3 separate regions of the Sus scrofa genome follow, and all the other regions are linked to region 1. A link is a contact called in public Hi-C and promoter capture Hi-C data. All regions are on one chromosome and are shown on one strand. The core of a region is the stretch at or near the end of the contact, and the rest is flanking DNA. Distances in the headings are between cores, read along the strand shown.

Region 1 (2,700 bases), core at 96-2,595:
TTACTAGATCCATGATCTTGGGCAATACTAAACTTCTCTGTGCCTAAGTTTCCCTATCTGTAACATGTGAGTAACAATAATAACTACCTCACAAGATGGTGGAGAGAAGTAAAAGAGCAAATATTTGAAAAGTGCTTAGATTTATGCCTGAAATGTGAAAAAAAGCTCAAAAAGTATTTGCTATTATTGTTGTTTACTATTATTACCTATAAGTGCCACAGGGAATCGGTAACCCCAAGCCCACCTAAATCAGAAATAACTCCTGTAACTAATAATAATCATTGTAAGCAGGTATGAAGCACTTCCTAGATGCTCAACTTACATCATCTCCCTAAATGATGACAACAACCTTAAGAAGTATTGTGCCATTATTAACTCCATTTAACAGAGTTAATGCACAGAGAGGTGAAATGATTTTCTCAAGGTCACATAGCCTGCAAATAGCCAAGGTACAATTATTCGTTTATTGAGTTACTGTGTCTCAGCAGGAGAGAAGCCTTGTGGGTGCAAAGGTAAACAGTCTAGGCCTCAACCTACAGGAAGTTTCAGTTTCCACAGAAGGGGCGGGGCGGGGGCGGGAAAGACGAGTAAACAAATATTTATAACACCGGGTAGTAATTGCTGTAATAGAGGCTCACGACAAAAAGTGTTACCGGATGTCAGACACCGGGACAAGAAAAGTACTGAGAGCTTAAGGAGCCAAAGGAAAGACATAACAATTATGGAATATGCAATTGTCTTCTGACAAATGTGTCCTGTAACCCATGTGTTACACGGGAAGTACTAAACAAAGCAGAGTTACAAGTGGAGGCTGAGCGCCCTGAGAGCCCGAGGGACAAGGCGCGGTAGGACCTGAAAGGGGTTAAGATGGGAAGGTGGGCGTGGTAAGCGTTGATTGGCAGGGGTGGGGCCAGGCTCGTCACCCTCCCCCTCCTCCACCCGGGTTCCTCCAACCCCTGGGCTGGCTGGGGTACAGCCAGGGCGAGGGCTCGAGCGCTGGGCCGAGTCGCCAGTCCCCTCCTCCCCAGCTCCTCTACCCGCGTTCCGGGGCTGGAGGCGCTGGAGAAGTTGGGCAGCGCCCGGGCCGGCTCTGGGCGCTGACAGTCGGCAAAGTTTGGCCCGAAGAGGAAGTGGCCTCAAGCCTCGGCAGGTGGCGGCCAGGCCTGGACCCGGACGTTCGCGGCCTGCGGGCGGGCTCTAGGCGAGGGCGCGCCCCAGCGCTGGACTTCGAGCCAACTCCCTGGGCTTCGGGGGTCAGCCTCTGGAGAGAGCGCTGCGGCGGCCGGGGAGAACAACTCCAAAGTTGGCGAGAGGCACCGCCCCGGTTCCCGGGCCGCCGCCGCCCCCCACCAGCCCCCAGCCCTGGCATCCGGAGCCTCGGTCGAGGAGTCTGGGCCATGGAGCCCCCTCGGGGAGGCGGCACTGAGGAGCCAGGATACCCGGAGTGGCGCCGCCTCCCCACTGGGTAGACGATCGAAGCTCCGGGACTCTTCCTGCGCCTCGGGACGGCTCACGATGCTGCCGGCCATCCTTCTCCTCCTGGGTAAGAAATCGAAACGAGGCTACTCGCCCGGGACCCCGCTCCCAGGGCTGTCACCGCGCCCAGGTCCTCTAGCTCCCTTCCCCCTATGGGGCCTCTCACCCCTACCCTGTCCTCCCCTGCCCCGCGGCCCCTGCCGTCGCCTTGGTCGCTGCCTGCCCCAACCCTCGGGAAATCTACAGCCGCTCCCCTCGGCCCTCATACTCGCTCTGGCTTCCTTAGATCACCGTACCCATCCTACAAGCCGCACTGGAGGACCTTCCTTTGAGGTCACACACCGCTGCCTCCCCCTGTTCCACCACCCTTCTCGTAAACTACCCGGAAGCCGCCGATGGTTCCCTTTCCTCCTTGAGAAGCTCAGGTGGAGAAAACTCCGAAGTGTGACTCTTGCCCTTTCTCGCTCTTCCTCTAGGAGGCGCTCTGGCCCACCAAGACCGGATCCTTTTCCCAAATCATGGTGAGTAGAGGATGCCTCTGGGGTCCCATGGGCTTGGTAATGAGAGAGCACCCTAGAGAAAGACTCTCTTCCTTGACTTCCTCTGGTACCTTCCATAGTTTTCGAGTGGAGATCAGCCATCCTCTGTTTTACAGACAGAAACTGAAACCCAGCGTGGGCCCTCACTTGGTAGTTATGTACTATTTGCCCCCCCAATATCCATCCTTGATTCGCCTCGCCCAAATGTAATCTCCTTGAGGATAGAGATCGTATTTCCCGTTCCTCCTGGCCCAGTGGTTGGCACAAAGCAGACCTCATTTTGTTTGTGGTGTTGATACCTAAGGTGGAACAACGATGAGTGTGGTGAGAAGGGGAGCCCACTGACGACTCTGCCTCCAGAGTGTGTGTGGCTGGGAAGGGGGAGTTTCTGTGCTCCTTCTTGAAGAGCCCAGGCCCTTGGAAGCATGAAGCCTGGGGAGGAGTGGCATGGTAAGAGGCTCGCAACTGATGTCCTTACCTTCCTCTCTCCAGCCTGTGAGGACCCCCCAGCAGTGCTTTTGGAAGTGCAGGGCACCATACAGAGGCCCCTGGGCCGGGACAGCCGCATCTCCCCTGCCAACTGCACCTGGCTCATCCTGGGCAGCAAGGAGCAGACTGTAACCATCAGGTGAGAAGCGGGGCAAGACCCTATTCCTTTCCTCACCCTTCTTGCTCTACCGTGGAA
Region 2 (2,700 bases), core at 194-2,693, 33 kb before region 1:
GGAGGAAATGATAAACTTCCAGATAGGCCATTACACCACTCCTTCAAGTTTGCCCAGTCAGCAGTGTCTAGTCTAGTCCTACAGTAACGGCCACTTTTGTAGGAGTTCCACCATTTATAAAGCACTTTCACTTACCTTATCATTATTAAAATGTTTTCATAAATGTGGTATAATAAGCTTTTTTTCAATGAAGAAATTAAAGATAAAGGACTTCCCAAAAGCAAGTACAGGCATACCTCAGAGATAATTCATGTTCTGTTCCAGACCAGCACGGTAAAGCAAATACCAAGATAAAGTGTGTCCCACGAATTTTTTACTTTCCTAGTATATGTAAAAATTATATTCACACTATACTGTAGTCTATTAAGGGTGCAATAGCATTATGTCTAAAAAAAAGGATATACCTTAAAAATACTTCATTGCTAAAAAAGGCCAAAACAATTACAACAGTAATGTCAAAGATCACTGATCACAGACACCATAACAAATATTATAATGCCAAAGCTGAAAATACTCAAGAATTACCAAAATGTAACACAGAGACAGGAAGTGAGCTGTTGGAAAATCTGGCATGGATAGACTTGCTCTATGCAAGGCTGCTACAAACCTTCAATTTGTACAAAATGCATTACCTGCAAAGCACAGTAAAATGAAGTATGTCTGTGAGTGATTCTTTTTTTGTTTAAAAGGAGAGAGGAAGCCACGGATCTGGGTTGGCCACTTACTACCTACCTCACAAGGTTTTTACAGGCTTATATTAGACAATGGTGGTGGAAGCTCTTAAAAAAACGAAATGGGATCTTAGCTCTTCCTCAAGAAAACCTTGACTGCCTACTCTGGATCAAGTTCTCATCATATACTCACAAACAACTCCTACTTCCCTTCCCAGCACTCATCTCAGCTGTAATACTACAGCAATGTGTGTAATTGATAATTGTCATCTCTCTCTAGACTAGGAGCTCTATCCTAATAGCGACTTCTGCTTTGCTCTCCATAGACTCTCCTGCACGGAAGGAATACAGTGCTTGTCACACATAAACTCTTCAATATTGTTTCATAAATAAGTGAGAACTGAAACCTAGATTTGAGTCTTAGGCTGGGGAAAATGTTACAGTGATGCTAGAAGACAGAATGAGGTCACGTGAATGTCACTCAACTGAGAAATGAGAATAAATTTCAAAGGACTAGAGATCCCCAGGGGCGACGAAGGGCGTTTCCAAAGGACAGTTCAGAACGGCTCAGTCTGGAAGGACGCGACTTCCACCAAAGTTGTAGCCACCACTGAGGATTCACACGACGCCTAAAAAACCGGGGAGGCAGCTTTATCCCTCTATTCCGTACGGCGAGCCAAGATGGCGGGGCCCGTGATTGAAAACCAGATTCAAGATGGCTACTTCCGGCTTCCCCCGCAGCGTCCCGCGTGGCCATCGAGGCCACGCCCATTTCCGGCTCTGCGCCTCAGCATGGCTGCTTGGGGTATATTGCTATCTAGTAAGTGTGTATAGGGTAGGTGGCTCGGGAGCTTGCAGGGATGGGACGGGACCCCTGAGTTGGCCGCACAGTCGCTCTTCCAACTCTGTCCTCTGTTCCCAGCAGGTGTCCGGAGGCTGCACTGCGGAACGGCGGCTCAGGCGGGCAGCCAGTGGCGACTCCAGTGAGTGCCGGTCTGGGGGGCTCTGGGGTGGACCAGAAGCTGAACTTAGTCCTCACCGGGCTGTTTTTCTCCACCCAGGCAGGGCTTTGCTGCCAACCCCTCTGGCTACGGACCTCTTACGGAGCTCCCAGACTGGTCTTACGCGGGTGAGCACTAATCAGGCTAATTCTACTTCAGAGGAAACGCCTCTGGACGGAGTTGGGGGAGGTGTCACGGTGGGGGTGTGTCTGAGCCGACCACGTATTGAGTTTTTTTTTTCCTTTAACTTTTATTGGGGTGTCGTTAAATGTATTGAACTTTATCTTTGCAGTGGGGACGGGGTGCGGGGGGGGAGAAACCCTGTCGTTTGTTTTGGAAATTAAACTACCGTCTATGGAAAGTAAAACTAGACAGGATCTTCTTGGCTTTGGGGGATAAGCAGAAGATAATTCTGATTTGGGACGTCCTGGGGGAGTGACAAGACTTTACGCTGGTCAAAGAGGAATATGGTTTTTTCTAAGTTACCAAGAACCGCTCTTCTGTGTGGTGAATACATTGTTGAGAATTTGTTACCAAGCTCAAGGAGAGCTCTTTGAAAGGCTGCCTAAATGAGCATCTCAGAGAGAAGTGCAAAAGGGCGAGCACAGAGGATGGTGAGCTCCCTTAGGAAAAGTTTCTCCCTTTACGTTAAAAAAAAAAAAGAAAAAAGAATCCTAGAAAGGAAAGCCCTTACAAAAGTTGAAGCCTCTCTCCACTCTCTTGGGACTCCAGTTCACAGGTGGGAAAATTGATGCCTACAGAAGTATTGCTAGGGAGCACACAGCTAGGTAGTAGCAAAGACAGGAGTAGAACTGGGCAAAGGCCAGGCCCCCTTCAGCAGCACAGAGACTTGAGTATTGGATTCTGTAGGAGTATAAAACCTGCTCAATCAAATACTTTGTGACAGAGGAGGATGGTGAAGATTGTTTTCCTACTTTTTTTTTTTTTCTCTTTTTTTGGCTGCCCCATGGCATATGGAGTTCCCAGGCCAGGGATCAGATCCACACCACAGATCCTTTAACCTGGGC
Region 3 (2,700 bases), core at 9-2,508, 48 kb after region 1:
TGGGGAAAGCTTGCCCACAATTAGTGTATTCCAGTCTGCACTCCCCAACCCAAGAAAGACAAAGACTGAGTGAGGTTCAGCACTTTATGCATTCAATTTCTATTTCTTAACAGGGAATAGTAGAGATGAGAGACAAAAGGCTTTTTCTATCACAGATACAGGAAAGCCTGATGCAGAATAGGAAACTAAGGCTTTGAGCAGTAAGCAAGGAGAGAACAAGAGTTATCCATATCCCAGGGTTGAACAAATACATCCAGGTCAAGAAAGGAAGAGGAAGAAGGCACTGATAAAACATAAGTTGTTACTGCCTCTAATAATTAAGGGGCATGTGGGATGGTCCCTACCCCTTCCTGACAGCAGTAGGTCTGATCGTGTCTGGGGACCCGGCCGATTCTTAGCAGGTTCCTGAGTGAACTCCCTCTTGAAACGCGGGTGGAAGACAGGCATGCAGAGGAAATCAAACCTACAACCACGACAGACCCAGAATCGTCATGTAAAGAGAGTAGCAGTGCCCAGCGATCCAAGCAATTGGACTAGGCTATCTCCATTCTGCACAACCCTTTCAGCTGCCATTAGTCAGTCACTCGAATGGGCTGCTGAATTCGGCCCATTTTAGGGAATATCACTTCCACTGCGTTGTGCCTCAATTTCTTCCCAGAACAGAGCCATGGAAAAGATGAGAAAAGAGAAAAGATGAAAATCCACGCCACGTGGACTTTCTACTCTGTTGTCACTGATTTTCCAAGACTGTCATATCCAGATCTGCTCCAGTACTACCCAGGCTTCAGCCCTCAAGGTTCATCTCTCCTCTCCCTAGCCCCATAACACTTCCTCCCACTCTGAGACAAGAACCTCGCACCTCGCTCTCCAGGGCCCTTGAGGTCGTACGCCCTCTTTTTGAGTTTACCTGATAACTCTCTCGACTTTGGGGTTCAGGGACCACACGTTCCCAATATGTCTTTCTTTCTCTTTCTCTTACGCTCCAGGGCCGGAGGCTTCTCCCTACATGGACTAGCGGTTTCTCCCACCCTAATCTTATCCACTCCGACCCCCTCACCCCTGCTTCCCAGGGATGACTGGTCTGCCCCTCTCAGTCCCCGAGTTCCGACCCCGCATTCTGTTCGCGGAAGTCCAGGCCCTCACCCCTGCTTGGCCACAGCCCCCAGTGTGTCAGCTATTTCGGGGACGCAATTCAGGTCCCTCCCGCTGGACACGCGGCTTCCACCGGCACCGCCGACCGCCATCGCCGCCATCTTTTCCCTCGCGCAGTCCACGCCGAGATTCCCTGACACTGGCAGCCAATCACAAAGCCGAAAAAAAGCCCCCGGAAGGCGGGACGAGTCTCCCTGACAACCAAAGCGTCTCCCAGGGTCCCGAGCAAGTGGAGGAGGGGTGGGAAGTGGCTCTTCCTGCCAATCCGCAGGCTGCACAGTGACGTAGGGCACGGCTCCGGAAGAGTCACCAATCTCAGGGTCTGGTTCTCGACAAACTTCGATCTCCCATAATGCTTCATGTACTGGTAAAATTCCGGTAAGAGACTACACGTCCCATGAAACCCTGCAGTATAAGCTTGAAGTGTCATCATTGAGAACGAAGAAGTCGTCTCAGGGCCAGTGGCGCAATGGATAACGCGTCTGACTACGGATCAGAAGATTCCAGGTTCGACTCCTGGCTGGCTCGGTGGGGCTAACGCTTTTGGTGCATCCCCTGCAATGCTTTAATGCCCCCTTTTAAAATTTCTTCGCTGTCCTCTCTCGCTCTCATTTTCAGGTCTTAATGTTATTGCATTCTGCAACTATTTCATGCCAGCGTTTAATAATACCTAGTTCAAAGATGGTTCTTGTGTCCCTGCCTTGGTGCATCCAAATGCACCAAGAAAACTGAGTTAATGGCTGGTGCTCTTAAAATGGATTTTGAATGGGCCTTAGTATATTTTTAAACAGATTGTGGCAATTCAGCCACAAATTCCTTGTGATTCGGTATCTCAAATACAAAAAGCAAACACTGAAACACACACACCACTGAAGATAAAGGAATTCATGGTGAGAGATTACAGTGGAGAGAAGTTATGAATTGACTGGCAGAGACAGGAAAGAGTCTCTACATTTTTCTTTTCCATGCTTGCTAGAGGGATGGAAAAGAAGGAAAGGAATGAAGCAAAAAAAGATCTAGGCAGGAGAAATACCTGAAGGCAGGAAGCCCAGAGGTGTTGCGGACTTGGCAGCGGGGAACGGAAAAGAGAATCAATACAAAAGGCCCTAGGCAGGAGGCCTTGACAGAATTTAGAGACCGACTGACAGGGAGTCTGAGAAAGGGAAGTCTGGGGGTGATGCCCAGAGTTCTGGCCTCTTTGAGCGAGACAAATGATAAAAGCTGGTTTAGGGAGAATCGAGGCTGGGGTTTGGAAATGCTGACTTGGACGTCTAGGGGGCGCTGTGTAATAGAGAGTTGTATGAACAGTGATCTGAACCAGACAAGATTTGCAAATCGCCAGAAGAGAGATAGTGACTGAAGCCAGGAGACCGAATGAGATCGCCGCAGTGGACGACAGAGTCCTGAGAAACACGGAATGTGTGTGGATAGGCTAAGCTATAAGGGAATACATTGTAAGCGCCCCAAAAGGATGAAAGTCAGAAAGTCAGAGAACTACGAAAATGCCTATGAAGCCTAAAAGAGTTGGAGGTGCTTGTGTCTCATCTT

The links. Promoter capture Hi-C pulls out the DNA fragments that hold promoters and counts their contacts. A called contact is a pair of places that touch in the nucleus more often than the background predicts.
Region 2: a promoter capture Hi-C map of liver shows a contact between it and region 1, with 4 times the contacts expected there. The contact joins the promoter of MRPL52 here to the promoter of LRP10 in region 1. A contact is called at or near these places in 2 of 5 promoter capture datasets (fetal liver and liver), 26 of 47 Hi-C or Micro-C datasets (adipose tissue, alveolar macrophages, blood and 13 more) and 2 of 2 datasets of contacts at active chromatin or transcription factors (alveolar macrophages and skeletal muscle).
Region 3: a contact with region 1 is called in a Hi-C map of skeletal muscle, with 2.5 times the contacts expected there. The contact joins the promoter of PRMT5 here to the promoter of LRP10 in region 1. A contact is called at or near these places in 1 of 5 promoter capture datasets (liver), 13 of 47 Hi-C or Micro-C datasets (alveolar macrophages, blood, brain and 6 more) and 2 of 2 datasets of contacts at active chromatin or transcription factors (alveolar macrophages and skeletal muscle).

Annotation. Positions count from the first base shown.
Region 1 is chr7:76,157,150-76,159,849 of Sscrofa11.1, reverse strand. It overlaps LRP10 (LDL receptor related protein 10), which reads left to right and starts at 1,345. Exons shown (of 7, transcript NM_001143715.1): 1 at 1,345-1,543; 2 at 1,953-1,997; 3 at 2,508-2,643. The coding sequence starts at 1,516.
Region 2 is chr7:76,190,355-76,193,054 of Sscrofa11.1, reverse strand. MRPL52 (mitochondrial ribosomal protein L52) reads left to right here and starts at 1,443. Exons shown (of 5, transcript NM_001185151.1): 1 at 1,443-1,491; 2 at 1,594-1,654; 3 at 1,733-1,800. The coding sequence starts at 1,464.
Region 3 is chr7:76,109,563-76,112,262 of Sscrofa11.1, reverse strand. PRMT5 (protein arginine methyltransferase 5) reads right to left here and starts at 1,258. Exons shown (of 17, transcript NM_001160093.1): 1 at 1,144-1,258; 2 at 345-463; 3 at 1-35. The coding sequence starts at 1,253. It overlaps TRNAR-ACG (a tRNA gene), which reads left to right and starts at 1,608; the gene lies at 1,608-1,680. LOC110261594 (a long non-coding RNA gene) reads left to right here and starts at 1,478. Exons shown (of 3, transcript XR_002345942.1): 1 at 1,478-1,659.